Regions from separate parts of the Sus scrofa genome. Here region 1 is linked to region 2. The links are chromatin contacts, called in public Hi-C maps. All regions are on one chromosome and are shown on one strand. The core of a region is the stretch at or near the end of the contact, and the rest is flanking DNA. Distances in the headings are between cores, read along the strand shown. Region 1 overlaps LOC106508196 (a long non-coding RNA gene). Region 2 overlaps CLCN1 (chloride channel protein 1).

Region 1 (7,140 bases), core at 45-2,544, 81 kb after region 2:
CCTTATATGTGGCTGAAATTTTGTCTTAAGTGCCCATGGATAAATGCATCCTTTTTAATGCTCATTTTCCTGTTCTGTTAGTCTGTTAACTTAGTAGATTGCCTTAATATCTAGTAGAGGTTAGTATGCCTTACTACCTAGTAGATGCCTTTACTCTTCTATGTAAGTTTTAGAAGTCAGTTGTCAAGTCTATTAAAAAATTATCTTATTTCTGGAAAGATCTAGTAGATTTGTTGATAGGTAAGTTCCTTGCTTTTATATGATTCTTATTTACCTTTCTTTTCTTTCTTTTTTTTTTTTTTTTTTTTTTTTTTTTTTTGTCTTTCTATGGCTGCACCCATGGCATATGGAGATTCCCAGGCTAGGGGTCAAATAGGAGCTGTAGCCACCAGACTACACCACAGCTACAGCAACTCGGGATCCTTAACCCACTGAGTGAGGCCAGGGATCAAACCCACGTCCTTATGGATGCTAGTCGGGTTCGTTAATCACTGAGCCACGATGGGAACTCCATATTTACCTTTCTACCCTTACTGCCTGGCATGGTATCTCACATACATAGTGGCTCAGTCAATCTTTATAGAATTGAACTGTTGCTCAGCTGATTTATATTCTTCTTTCTGGGCTGGGAATGGAGTGGTGTGATAATGGAGGCCACATTTGAAGCCATCTGGTCTTCTTTTGAGAGAGGAGAGCAGATATCAGGGGTGTAACCCCTTCTGTAACAGGGACAAGTGTGGCTTTGGTTTTATTTCTTATCATTGCTAAGACTAGCAACCCTTGATTGAAAATAGCTTCTGCCTAGAGCTTTAGAGGTGGCTATACTCAAAGGTCAATAGCTGGGTTCCTAATGGATTTTCAAAGGAGAATATGATGCTTAAACTGCAAGAGGACAGGGGAAAATTTTGCCAGTTCCTTTCTGTGATGGAATTAAGGCCTTGTTGAACTCTGAGTTGCAACCCTCACCCTCTCGGGAGAGGGTTTGTGCTACAGAAATGAGGAGGTTGCCCTCTAGTGACCATAAGTTCATATAACACCCTTTGATTTTGGAGCCCAAGTAATAACAGGAAATGTGTTACACATTGTCTACAGCTTGCGAGGCACTGTTCTAAGTGCACGTTATGACAGTAGCCCCGTGAGACAGAACCATTTATTACCCCTATTTTAAAGATGATGAAATTGAGGCTCAGAGGAGTTAGGCAACTTGCCCAAGGTCACTGAGCCAGTGTTGTGTTGAAATCTGGGCTCTGTGGCTCTGAAATCAGTATGTTCAATCCTTCTGCTATTTTGCCTGAGAGGAAGAGAGGGTGTTGTGGTGGACTTGGTGCCTTCTGGCAAGAGGGCATGGGTGGTGTGCATCTCTTCCACACGGCCCTTCCAGGGACGTCTGGTTGGTAGTTCAAATTCCATCATGGTGGAGGAACTCACACAGTGGGAATTAGAAAATAGTACACTACAGAGATTTTTTCCTTCCTTCCTTCCTTTTTCTCTCTTTCTTCTCCAGAGAACCAATTTGCCAATACACCCCGGGTGAGAATGTCTGAGAAGTCAAAGATATATCCTTAAGTTTTCTTTGGGAAAACTGGAAAAGAGATTTGGGAACTAATGAAAACCTAGTTTTGTTAAAAAAAAAATACAGAGATTTTTAAGACTTTGCTTCTTGATTTTTTTTTTTTTTGGTATGAGAACAGAAACAGGTATTTTTATAACTAATGTAGAACTCCTTAAAATGAAGAAAAACTTATCAAAGTGCTCAGCTGCTTTCTGAGATAAGAAAATAGAACAGTTGCAGGGCCTGTGTTGCTGAGCACACATCACAAATGGCCAAAGAGACAGAGGAGTCAGACAAAACAAGCAGAACTGTTTCTAGAGGAACTTAAGCTAAATCCATCTGGGCCCACTTAACCATTGGTGGGATGGGCAAAGTAGATTTGGAAGAGCAAGAATTCAGAGAAAAACACATGGGTGCCAGTTTGAAGGCGATCAGATCACAGACGGAGAATGGCCATGGCTTTTAGGAGAAATGACACAAAGTCGCTACAATTTCGTACTTTTAGAACCCATAATTTTTTGGGGGCAAAAACTACTAGGAATATTTGAATCGTAGAATAACCCTACTCAAAAGCTTTCAATAGGCAGTACTGGCAACGTGGTGATTGTCCTTGAGGCTGTGCTACATAGAGGATCTTCTTATTTCCCTACTGCTCTGTCTGTTGGAAACTTTCCATAGTTAAAAAGAGGACCAGAGTTCCTGTCGTGGCCCAGCGGAAAGGAATCCAACTAGGAACCATGAGGTCGTGGGTGCGATCCCTGGCCTCCCTCAGTGGGTTAAGGATCCTGTTGCTGTGAGCTGGGTGTAGGTCCCAAACGCGGCTCGGATCCCACGTTGCTGTGTCGGTGGTGTGGGCCGGCAGCTGTAGCTCCGATTTGCCCCCTAGCCTGGGAACCTCCATATGCCGTGGGTGCGGCCCTAAAAAGCAAAAAATAAAATAAAATGAAGATAAAAATAAAAAGAGGACCAAGCTATTGGGCCCTGTAAATGATTATGTTAAAGAGAATAAAATAAAGCATCAAGATCTGTCAGCAAAGGTAGGTCTGAGATGCAGTGTGCAGGGCCTGAAGATGTGGGTAACAGGAAGGTGCGGGAGGCAGATGTGCGTGTGTTCCAAGTTCACCTCTGTATATCTGCTCCCAAGGGAAGAGACCTGGAGAGAACATCATGACTGTCCTTGAAAGGTAACGCTTGAAATCTGAATGTAGCCTTGGTGATGCAGGCGTGACCAATTGCTCTGGGTTGGCCCAGATCTGAGGGTTTTCTGAGATGCAGGACTTTTGAGTTTTGGAACCTGGTTGGTTGGTCACCTTAGCAGTGGAAACGAAGTATGCAAACAGTGAGTGTGTTCTGTGCTTGGAGGGCTTTGATGAATAAGGAAACAGGAGGAAAACCAGGCAGCTGAACAGATCTTGAAGCCAAGGGTGGAAAGTTTTTTTTTGTCTTTTTTGTCTTTTTAGGGCCGCACCCATGGCATATGGAGATTCCCAGGCTAGGGGTTGAATCAGAGCTGTAGCTGCCGACCTACACCACAGCCATAGCAATGAAAGATCCAAGCCGCGTCTGTGAGCTACACCACAGCTCACAGCAATGCTGGATCCTTAACTCACTGAGAAAGGCCGGGAATTGGACCCGCAACCTCATGGTTCCTAGTCGGATTCGTTTCCGCTGCGCCACAGCGTAACTCCCAAGAGTGGAGAGTTTTAAAAGGGGATGGTCACGGTGTCTTGTGACGTGGGAGACCAGACAGAATGGGGACTCAGGCCATAGCGTTTGATTTCTTAGAATGACCGCTTCAGATCAGGACTTGCCAGACACGTTCTTCAGTGACTTAGCCTTTGAAAACAGAAAACAAAGGCAAAATTTCTGTGGTCAGGTACAATCAGTGTAATCAGTGCCAAAATTAAATTTTATTGGCACTTTTAGGATTAGATTTTGATATAGGAATTAATTATTTAAATAACTCATTATAAGGTAAACTGCAAAGTCAAAGGTATTTTGGTCACTTAACAGTTTGATTAGTTCACACAAAGGTTAAGGCCATGGAGTTCCCTGGTGGCTCAGCCAGTGAAGGATCTGGCATTGTCACTGCTGTGGCTGTGATTGCTACTTTGGCATAGGTTTGATCCCTGGCTGGGGAACTTCCTCATGCCACAGGTGTGGTGCAAAAAAAAAAAAAAAGCTAAAGCCATGTCTAGCAGTATTTGGAAATACTTCACTTTTGTATGTTAAGATAAATCTCACATAAAGTTGAGCAAATCTTAGTCAAGAATATAAATGTAAGGAGTTCCCACTGTGGCTCTGAATCTGTTAAGAATCTGACTGCAGTGGCTCTGGTCACTGCAGAGGTGTGAGTCTGATTCTGGCCCAGCACAGTGGGTTAAAGGCTCCAGTGCTGGTGCAGCTGTGGTGCAGGTTGCAGCTATGGCTCGGATTCAACTCCTGGCCTGTGAACTTCCAAATGCCTTGAGTGGTGGTCATAAAATATATATATATATATATATATATATATATATATATATATATATATATAGGCCTATATATATATTTGGCATATATATATAAAATTTGGCATATACATATATATATGGCTAACTTTCACTCTAGAGCAAATCATTTTATCCTCCTTGCTTATCTTTCTCACCATAATTAACTGGTTGAGTCCATGCAGCTTTGTTCTGCTGTGTTGTGAAGGAGGTCTTGGGCCACGGTTTCAGGAATGAGAAGGCTAAGTTAGTCTTCTACGCCTGTTAACTGTTTTTCTTTTGTCAGAAGGTTGCATCCAGCATTGTGGAGAGCAGAAGGCGGGCTATCTATTCTCTTGGGTTGCAGCTTGGACTTTGGGATTCATTCACCAAGTTGTCTGGGCACCAAAGGCACTGGAGCAGAGCTCCACCTGCTCAGATGCACCTTCAGCCAGAGACCCACAAGGTCACGTGGCCTCCCGGTTCTTGTACCTTGATCCCTCCATGGTCAGAGCTTACCTGTGACTTGATCTACTGCTCGTGGTCTCCACACACTCCGTGAGTTCACCCAGGGCTTGTGCTGCTGCTGTTCCTTGTGCCGTTAGGGTTAGGGTTAGGGCTAGGGTTAAGGTTAGGGTAGGGTTAGGGTTGGCATGTGTGGGGAACCTGGGCTAGGTTCACTGCTAGGGCAGGGAATCAGAGGTGGCAGGTGGGGAGTGAGGGGGTGGGGGTAGGAGGTAAGCCATGGTTCCTCTTGTCTCTAACCTCAACAAAGGACCCAGCTTCTTTCATCCCTGTCCCCACACTGATCCCCTGGCAGATACTCCACTGTCCCTTGGGGAGCCAGGTTGTGGCTAGAAGGAAATGTTGGAGGGTGCCCTCAGGGCCCCGAATAGACATGCCTTCCAAGTGACTAGTCTGAGTTTTCCAAGGCATTTTCCCTGACCTTTGCATCCACAGGCAAGCCTACACTTCTCACTGCATTGATGAGTGGAATGCGGACTGAGGTTTGATTCCACTGAGAAGTGAGAGTGAGCCAGACCGGCACCCTGTGAGGTTTCCTGTCTTTTCCGAGTGTCGTATTGACACCTGCTAAGTATTTCTGTCACTCCTGGTCCCAGGTGCACTCAGGGCCACAAGCTGTGATACGCTATCTAGCATCTGGTTTGAATGAACCAGGGATTTGTTTGCGGTCTCTTAGGGCTCTGGGGAGGAGATGCAAACAGCAGCTTTCCCTAGGGAGGGCAGGCTGTAATAGGACCCTTTCTCTTTTGCATCCTTAGGCACTGATGGGGATCTCTAGGGATGTTCAAGGGGACATTTCTTCTCTGGGTCCTGACCTATCTTCCTTCCTTCCTCCCTCCCTCCCTCCGTCCCTCTCTCTCTCTCTCTCTCTTTTTTTTTTTTCCGGTTTTTAGGGCTGCACCTGTGGCAAATGGAGGTTCCCAGGCCAGGGCCCGAATCAGAGCTATAGCTGCCGGCCTATGCTACAGCCACAGAAACTTGGGAACCAAGCCGCACCTGCAATCTATACCACAGCTCACAACAACGCCAGATCCTTAACCCACTGAGTGAGCCCAGGGATTGAACCCGCATCCTCAGGGATATTAGTTGATTCGTTTCCATTTCGCCACAACAGGAATTCTGGCCCTGATCTTTCCTAGCTGGCCAGTGAGACAGAGATAAGGGTTCTGTCCTGAGTTCTTCTCTCTCCAACCCAGAAGGAGCTAAAGCAGGAAGAACAGGATTTACAGTGTTTTGTGGAGAATGAGTTTTAACTGTGAAACTTTGAGGTTGGAGACACAGCCCTGACCCTGTGCGTAGTACCTAGACCTCCCCTGAAGTGTTTGCCAATTGTAATTTAATCCGTTGTTCTTCCCTAGCCTCTGAGCTGGAGAGAGGGTAAAAGCTTTGTTGTATAATCCAGAATCCAGTCCAGTGAGTAGCCTATATGCTCAGTATAATTTTATTGAATAAATAAGTGCACTCATTTTGTATGGAGGCTTATGGTCTATTATGCACTTATGTAGTATTTCCTTTGAACCTCAAAACAACCCCTTGAAATAGATATTATGATCATCTCTGTTTTTTTTCTTTTTTTTTTTTTTTTCTTTTTTAGGGCTGCACTTGTGGCATATGCACATTACCAGGCTAGGGGTCAAATTGGAGCTGCAGCTGCTGGCCTACACTGCAGCCACAGCAATTTAGGATCTGAGCCAGGTCTGCCACCTACACCACAGCTCATGGCAATGCTGGATTCTTAACCCACTGAGGGAGGCCAGGGATTGAACCCGCAGTCTCAAGGATTCACTTCTGCTGCGCCGCAATGGGAACTTCTTTTTTTTTTTTTTTTTTTTTGTCCTTTTGCCTTTTCTAGGGCCACACCCGAGGCATATGGAGGTTCCCAGGCTAGGGATCGAATTGGAGCTGTAGCCGCCAGCCTACACCAGAGCCACAGCAACTCGGGATCTGAGCCGGGTCTGCGACCTACACCTCAGCTCATGGCAATGCTGGATCATTAACCCACTGAGCAAGGCCAGGGATCGAACCCGAAACCTCATGGTTCCTAGTCGGATTCGTTAACTACTGAGCCATGATGGGAGCTCCACAACTGGAACTTCTTGAAGGGAGATTTTAATTCCCTGCTCAGGAATGGAAACTGGGCAGCCTGCCTGAAAACTAGGAATCCGAGCTGTAGACCACCAGGAACTAGAAGCTAAAAGCAGAGTTGCCTTAATTCTTGCCCCCGTTGAAGGCAAGAATATCTGAAGAAGGCAAAAATTGAGTTCCTGTCTGTCTCAGTGGTAACGAACCCAGCTGGTATCCAAGAGGATGCAGGTTCGATATTAGGGCCGCAGGTATGGCCCTAATATGGGAAAAAAAGGCAGAAATTGTAAAAATAGGTACAAATTTATTATTATGAGCCCAGTGCACAGCTCATGTGGGAGAACAATATAGAAACAAAACAGGGAGTTCCCGTTGTGGTGCAGCAGAAACAAATCCGACTAGGAACCATGAGGTTGCGTGTTCGATCCCTGGCCTTGCTCAGTGGGTTAGGATCCCGCGTTGCTGTGAGTTGTGGTGTAGGCCGGCAGCAACAGCTCTGATTAGACCCCTAGCCTG
Region 2 (7,066 bases), core at 864-3,363:
CACTGAGCAAAGGCCAGCGATCGAACCCTCAACCTCATGGTTCCTAGTTGGATTCGTTAACCGCTGAGCCACGAAGGGAGCTCCACATTATATGTCAATAAAAAAAAAAAAAAAAGAATGATTCAAGAGAGAGGAAAAAAGGAGTTCCCTGGTGGCTCAGTGGGTTAAGGATCTGGCATTGTCACTCCTGTGGTTCAGGATCTATCCCTGGCTGGGGAACTTCTAGATGCCACAGGCGTGGCCAACAAAAGAGAGAGAGGGGGAGAGAACAGGAACATACGTACGCAGAAGTCCCTGGCTAGGAGATGTAATTAAGTGAAGAGCAAAATCCAACAATATGAAAAGGTTTTAGGAGTTCCTGTTATGGCTCAGCGGAAATGAATCTGACTAGTATCCATGAGGATGCAGGTTCAATTCCTGGCCTCGATCAGGGCTTAAGAATCTGGATCTGGCATTGCCGTGAGCTGTGGTGTAGGTCACAGACTCGGCTCAGATTCCATGTTTCTGTGGCTGCGGTGTAGGCTGGCAGCTGTAGCTCCAATTCCATCCCTTGCCTGGGAACTTCCATATGCACTATAGCTCTACAAAGCAAAAAAAAAAAAGGTTTTTTATTATTATTATTATTTGGTTGGGTTTTGTTGTTGTTGTTGTTGTTTTTGCTTTTTAGGGCCGCACCTGCACCATATGGAAGTTCCCAGGTTAGGGGTCGAATCAGCTGTAGCCGCCAGCCTACACCACAGCCAAAGCAACGTCAGTGGGGTATCTGCGACCTACCCCACAGCTCTCGACAGTGCTGGATCCTAACTCACTGAGCGAGGCTTTATTTTTTAATGTTTTAGAAAGGTTTTCATATAAGCTGGGGAAGCACAAAAGCCACCTCAGTTTTCCTTCCTGGCTATTCCATTTACTAGCAGGCCGACCTTGCTCAGGCCCCTTACTCGCTCCTCTCTCTCTGCCTTAATGTCTATCTCACACGGCTCTGGGCAGGAATGGATGTCACGTCCGCAGAACACGGTCGGCACGTGGTAAATGCTCAGAAAAAGTTCATCTTGCAATACTCTTGTTTTAACTGATGGTACTCATGCTTGGGGATGCTGACAAAAACGGTTTTGGGAGCAAGATCAGCCAAGTGGATGGATGCAGAGGGGGGTAGATCACTTGCCTCCAAGTGGTGTCCCAAAACAACAGCCGACTCCTACGGCACAGCCCACCGTCAGCATGTCAGTGTAATAGTATGGCTGCTACTAGGGGAGAGACAGACAGAGAACGAGATGGGAGGGACAGGAGGGGGGCAGAAGAGGAAAGGAGAGGTGAGGATGGGGAGTAAGGCAGAAGGAGAGGCTTAAGTCACGGGGAATCATAGTGGCCCATGTCCCCTGCCGTCCCTAGGCCAAGAGAAAGTTCGTTAGTTCGGCAAAGAGGAAGTAACTTCATAGCGCGAAGCCAAACATAGAAAATGAAATCAAATATACGGAAGGCAGTAAGCCAATGATCATCAGAGAGGGGCTCAAGACGGAGACAATTAGGGCAAGAAATGTCAATAGCAAGACAGACAGGGAAGAACTTCAGCAGCAATAAAGCCGGCAAAAATAGCCACCAACCTCAAAAGAACACACAGCCCTCTGGTTAAAAAAAGCGTGGATGCCTGGAGACCAGGGGCTGTGGTCAGGGTCACTCTTTGAAGGCCCACCCATCAGTCCCCTCTCCACCCCCTAAGCTGGTGGCAGCCCAAACCCTCCCTTGCGAGTCGTGCTCAGACCACCGGGGTAGCGAGGAAGGGGGACTTGCCTCCGACGGGGGCGGCAAAGCAGCATCCCACGCCCACCGCGCAGGCCGACACCAGGAGATCAAGCTGCCCAGGCACGGTCTGCAACAGAGAAGCGAGCGACCAGACGGCTGGAGGGCTGGGGCGGCAAGTGCGCGAGAGGTCGGGAGGTGGGGAGACCGGGAATGACAAAGGGACGGGGCTGCTTTGGAGGGAAACTGACACAGGGGTGCCGAGGAGCGGGAACACGTGCGGACCCCCAGGCGCTGGGCTGGGATCAGGAAGGGAGGGGCGTCCCGGGACCGCACAGGCTCAACAGCGGCCTCGTGCGGCTGGAGCGGGCGGCGCCGGGGATGTGCGCGGGGGAGGCGGGAGCGTGGTTAGCTCAGTGCCCGGCTCAGCATCACAGCCAACCCAGAGCCAAGGCAGCCCTACCCCACACTCCGAGCACGCAGCCCCGCCGCATTCTACCTTCTCCGCCTTACCTCATACACCCCACAGAAAACCGACATGAACTTGCTGAGGACAGCAGCGCAGATGCTGGCAATGTGGACAAAAGGGCCCTGGGAGAGAGGAGGGGACAAGGGGTCAGGGGCCGGGACGGGGGAGGGGCAAGACGGGGCGGGGGGGGGGGCTTGGTGGCATTTCTGGACCACATTGGTTGCTCCAGGCACTGTACCAGGAGCCGGAAATATAGGCAATGAGTGGGATAGGAATTCTGCCTTCACACAGTTTCAATCCCGGGAAAGAGAGAGAGGAAAAGGCAGCCTGTTATCAATTCAGAGAATGAAGACATGGAGGAAGGGTAAGAGGAGGGAGAGGCAGGACAACTAGGGAGGGGTGGGAAGGTCGCAAATGAGTAGGGCCTCGAGTGAACTCAGGGCATGAGCCACGCAGTGTGAAAAGAAGGCTGTTCCAGGCGGAGGGAACAGCAAGGGCGGGAGCCCCTGGTGGGGGGCAGGAAGTACGTCCTCACTCAGGCACAGGGGAGGACGGGCAGCCTGGGAGGAGAGGAGCCCAGACCAAGAGGAGCCAGATCACCACAGGTCCCCTGGGCCCTGGGAAGAGGAGCAATGGACAGCCCTGAAAGGTTCCTGAGCAGAGCCCAGACCTTCCTGAGTGCACTTTGAAAAGATGACTCTGGCTGCAGTGGATCAAGAGCTCACATAGCATGACTTTGAGGTTCTGTGGGTGAAGCATCTTTGTGGTTCAGTGGTTAAGAACCTGATGGGCATCCATGAGGATGCCAGTTCGATCCCTGGCCTCACTCAGTGGGTCAAGGATCCGAGTTGCCGTGAGCTGTGGTGTAGGTGGCACATGTGGCTCAGATCTGGCGTTGCTGTGGCTGTGTCGAAGGCCGGCAGCTGTAGCTTCTATTCGACCCCTAGCCTGGGAGCTTCCACATGCTGCATGTGCAGCCCTAGACAAAACAAACAAACAAACAAAAAGCATAACCTTGAAAAAAGCCTCTTTTAGGTCTCAGTTTTCGCAGCATTTGTCTACATTATCTCTAAGGCAGTGGTTCTCAGCTGGGGGGTAGATTTTGCCTCCAGGGGACATTTGGTAATGTCTGGAGACATTCTGGCTGTCATATGGGGGTGGGGGGCTGCTACCGGCACGTAGGAGTAAGGCCATGGAGGCTGCTAATGTCCACATGGTTCCCCAGTACCAAGAGGTACTCAGCCACAAACACCAACAGTGCGCAGGATGCGAGATTCTGCTCTAAGACACTCCAGTTCCGTTTTCTGTCACTGCGCCCCAGCACAAGGACCCTCCCATGTCCCTCCCCTTCGGAATGACCCTTGGCCCTGGCTCCCACACCTGCCCCACGGACTATCCCCCTCCCTCCACCCCTCCCCACACCCCCACAGCCCCCACCACCGTCCTCTGCCTTCGGCCCTGCCCAGCTCACCCCTTAGTAGCTGGCGTCCTACCTCCTTCCCCACGGGGATGCCACTGCCCAGCCCCGCGGTCAGGGCCACAACCTTGGCCACAAAGGCCTTGAGGGTGAGGTATTCCTTCAGGACAACCCCGCGAAGTATGGTCTTCATTTCAGGGATTCCAGAGCCTAAAAGGGTTTTTAAAAATGATTCCGTGGAGGAGTTCCCGTTGGGGCTCAGCAGTAACAAACCCGACGAACATCCATGAGGATGCGGGTTCAATCCCTGGCCTCACGCGGTGAATTAAAGAATTTGGTGTTGCCTTGAGCTGTGGTGTGGGTCACAGACGTGGCTAGGATCCCACACTGCTGTGACTGGGGCTGCGGCTACAGCTCTAATTTGACCCCTGGCCTGGGAACCTCCATATGCTGCAGGTACAGCCGTAAAAAAGAAAAAGATTCTGTGCAGGTTCAAGCTGGAGGTTAAAGGGAGATGGACATCCAAACAGTGGGGGCCTGGGAGGACAATGGCAGAGCCGAGAAAGGGCTGTCAGGGGGTTGGGGGAGGGAGGGGGGGGGAGAGGGAGGGAGGGAAGTTCGAGGTCCACAGGCCAGTGATGCTTTGGGGGTTATGTTGATGCATCACAGCGTAGGATCTGGGAAGTTCTCACCGACAGCCTGAGGGGAGATGAGGTGGCAGAAGAGGGCGCTGAAGAGGATGAGGACGAGGGGGAAGGTGACCCAGACCAGGAACTGCAGAGGCAGGTTGGGCTGCATCTGGTAGTAGGTCCACTTGTAGGCTGCAGAGACAGGCATCTGGGCTCAGTCCCATCTGGGTGGCATGTCACCGCCACCCCCATGCCTGCAGCACAGGACAGCATGCTAGGAGCGTGCTCCCTTCAGGGCTGTCCCATTTGACCTCGGAGATGACACTACGGCACTGTTCTCTTTCACATGTGGGGGATCTCAGCTGGGGGAGGTGGTGTGGCCCATTCAGGTCCCCACCACTTGCAGGCGGTCAAGTCCCCAGCGGAGCAGCCAACCACACTCAGTGGGTGCATCGTTAGAGGTCATATGGTGCCTACTCGCCCCGTTTTACTGGGCACTGAGAGGTTCCTGGGACTCCAGACATGTCCAGTTGCCCAAACTGGAAAGTCTGAAGAAAACTGGGACAAGTTGGGCACCCTGCAGCTTGGCTGGTAGCAGATGAGAGGGGCAGGAAGAATGGATCTGGGTCTGGTCTTATCCTGGGCCAGAATCACCCCAGATCTCATATGTGCCCCCCAACCCCCATCCGCTTACCCTAGGTCGAAACTCTAGAACAGCCACAGTGAGGGGAGGGCCGAGGACAAAGGGCCGGGTTAACCTACCCTGAAGGCTTTTGGCACTGACATAATCCATGCACCAGCTGACCAGAGCCATTAGTAGCCCCAGGAGCACCAAAAAGATCCAGTCTTCCCCTAATTTTCTTCTCACTACAAGTCCCATTCGGTGGATACAACCTAGGAAGACAGAGTGAAGCAGATCGGGCGAGCAGTCACTGCTGTGTGTGTGGCTGAGGACTGGGGAGGTGCTGGGCCCTCAGGGTCTTGTCTGCACGTCTCAGTCCCTGAGTCTCCCCTCCCCTCTCTGCCCTTCGCAAGGCACCAAAGTCCAATTCCCCATGGGCTGCTCGATTGATTCCTTTCTAGACTCCTGTTACTTGGGGCTGTGCGGGAGGGACAGCAGGAAGGCGGCGTGAGGAGGAGGTGGGAGCTGGGTCTTTTCCTCGGTCCTTGGAGGAGGGCTTCGGGGTGTGTGTGTGGGGACAGTGCGGAGGGAAGTGTAGGCAGGGGGACTTGCGGGCCCATGTCCTAGCCCCTGAACCTCCTTCCATCCCGGATGCCTTTATGCCCCAGTCCCTGTCACCTTGACATTTAGAATAGCGGTCCTCATCCTTGCTGTCCACGGAAGAACTGGAGCCCATCTTCTCGGGCATCCCCATGTCTGGCTCCTTGTCTGAGAACTGCTCTTTGTGATGGCCATAAATCTGGACAGAGGGAGATGGGAAAGGTCTTTCCTGATGTTCAAGAGAAGCAGACGGACACTCACAGACCCCCAGAAAAATACAAATAGCGTTTCCTTTTTTTTTTTTTTTTTTTTGCTTTTTTAGGGCCACACCCTCGGCCCTGGAAATTCCCAGGCTAGGGGTCAAATCAGAGCTGTAGCCGCCAGCCTGCACCAGAGCCACAGCCACACGGGATCCGAGCCACGTCTGCGACCTACACCACAGCTCATGGCAACGCCGGATCCTTAACCCACTGAGCAAGGCCAGGATCGAACCCGAAACCTCATGGTTCCTTGTTGGATTCGTTTCCGGGACTGCAACCTACATCACAGCTCATGGCAATGCCAGATCCCGACCCACTGATTAAAGCCAGGGATCAAACCCACGTCCTCATGGATACTAGTCGGATTGGTTTCCACTGCACCACAATGGGAACTCTCAGGGAGGCCAATTTCTACTCTGAAGTAGAGATACAAGAACTGTGCTAAGACTGGGCCTCCGTGTCAATTAGGTGTTTTATGTGTCACTACTTCCTGTGTCTCAGCCACTTTCTCTCTCATTTCCCCAGGCCCCCCACACGGACAGGGACGGGGTGAGAGTGAAGAGGAGCATGTGAGCAGTTACAGACTAGCAGGTGACACTCTTGGTTGCACTTGGCCTTGGCATGTCTAGCCTTACTTGAGGCCCCTCAGATGCTCTGCCAGGCCCAGAGGAAGCCCATCCGCCTCCCCTCCTCACGCTTGTATGCACCTAGAGGACCCAGCCCCCATAAGGCAAGGCAGTCCACTTCTATCCAGAGCAAGGTAATCAGATGCTCACCCAAACGTGAAGAGGGCAGAGCAGCAGCCCTCCAGTCTGGTAGCCCTCCACTCCCATCCCCAAATGGAGCCTGTGTGTGTGTGTGTGTGCGTGTGCACATGCACGTGTGTGCAAGGTCTCTGACTCCTTTTAGGCTGCCCCACCCCCACTGCACTAACTCTGTCCTCTGGGGCCAGGGTCAGGCCAGGCCATGTTGCTGGTTCTGGGAGAGCCTGGGTAGAAGAGATCTGATTTCACAATACGAGCAGCAGACTTTACGGCTGAGTCCTGGAGAGGCAGACACAAACTCTCTGCTCACAGCTTTTTCGCCTTCTGGGATGAGGTTAGTTTCCCTCTGCGCCCTACCTGGGACCCAAGAGAAGACACGCCCCTCGGGGACCAGCAAACATCCCTCCATGGCTGCCTCAGCTCGCTGGGGTCCCAGGCCAGTGGCGATGCGAAGGGGGTGCCCGTTCCAAACCTGGGCTGTGAAACACTCCAAAGAGCCAAATCTCTGCTGGCTGGACCAGGACTCACCAGCTAGGCAGGGCTGGGAGGGGAGGGAGAAGTCTAGCCT

The links. A called contact is a pair of places that touch in the nucleus more often than the background predicts.
Region 1: a contact with region 2 is called in a Hi-C map of liver, with 4 times the contacts expected there. The contact joins two enhancer-like sites. A contact is called at or near these places in 3 of 47 Hi-C or Micro-C datasets (blood, liver and skeletal muscle).

What each region holds. Positions count from the first base shown.
Region 1 is chr18:7,012,762-7,019,901 of Sscrofa11.1, forward strand. The region is part of intron 1 of LOC106508196 (a long non-coding RNA gene); the gene reads left to right. Among named protein-coding and RNA genes, the nearest start is that of TAS2R40, 11 kb to the right of the region's middle. Within about 2 kb of position 1,295, at least 11 of the 83 cell types and tissues checked have an H3K27ac peak or open chromatin away from gene starts, as enhancers often do. A contact at or near this core is called in liver, where this site is marked.
Region 2 is chr18:6,931,253-6,938,318 of Sscrofa11.1, forward strand. It overlaps CLCN1 (chloride channel protein 1), which reads right to left. Exons shown (of 21, transcript XM_021078562.1): 2 at 5,553-5,673; 3 at 5,015-5,146; 4 at 4,316-4,444; 5 at 3,700-3,833; 6 at 2,251-2,328; 7 at 1,163-1,241. Among named protein-coding and RNA genes, the nearest start is that of CLCN1, 6.7 kb to the right of the region's middle. Within about 2 kb of position 2,114, at least 53 of the 83 cell types and tissues checked have an H3K27ac peak or open chromatin away from gene starts, as enhancers often do. A contact at or near this core is called in liver, where this site is marked.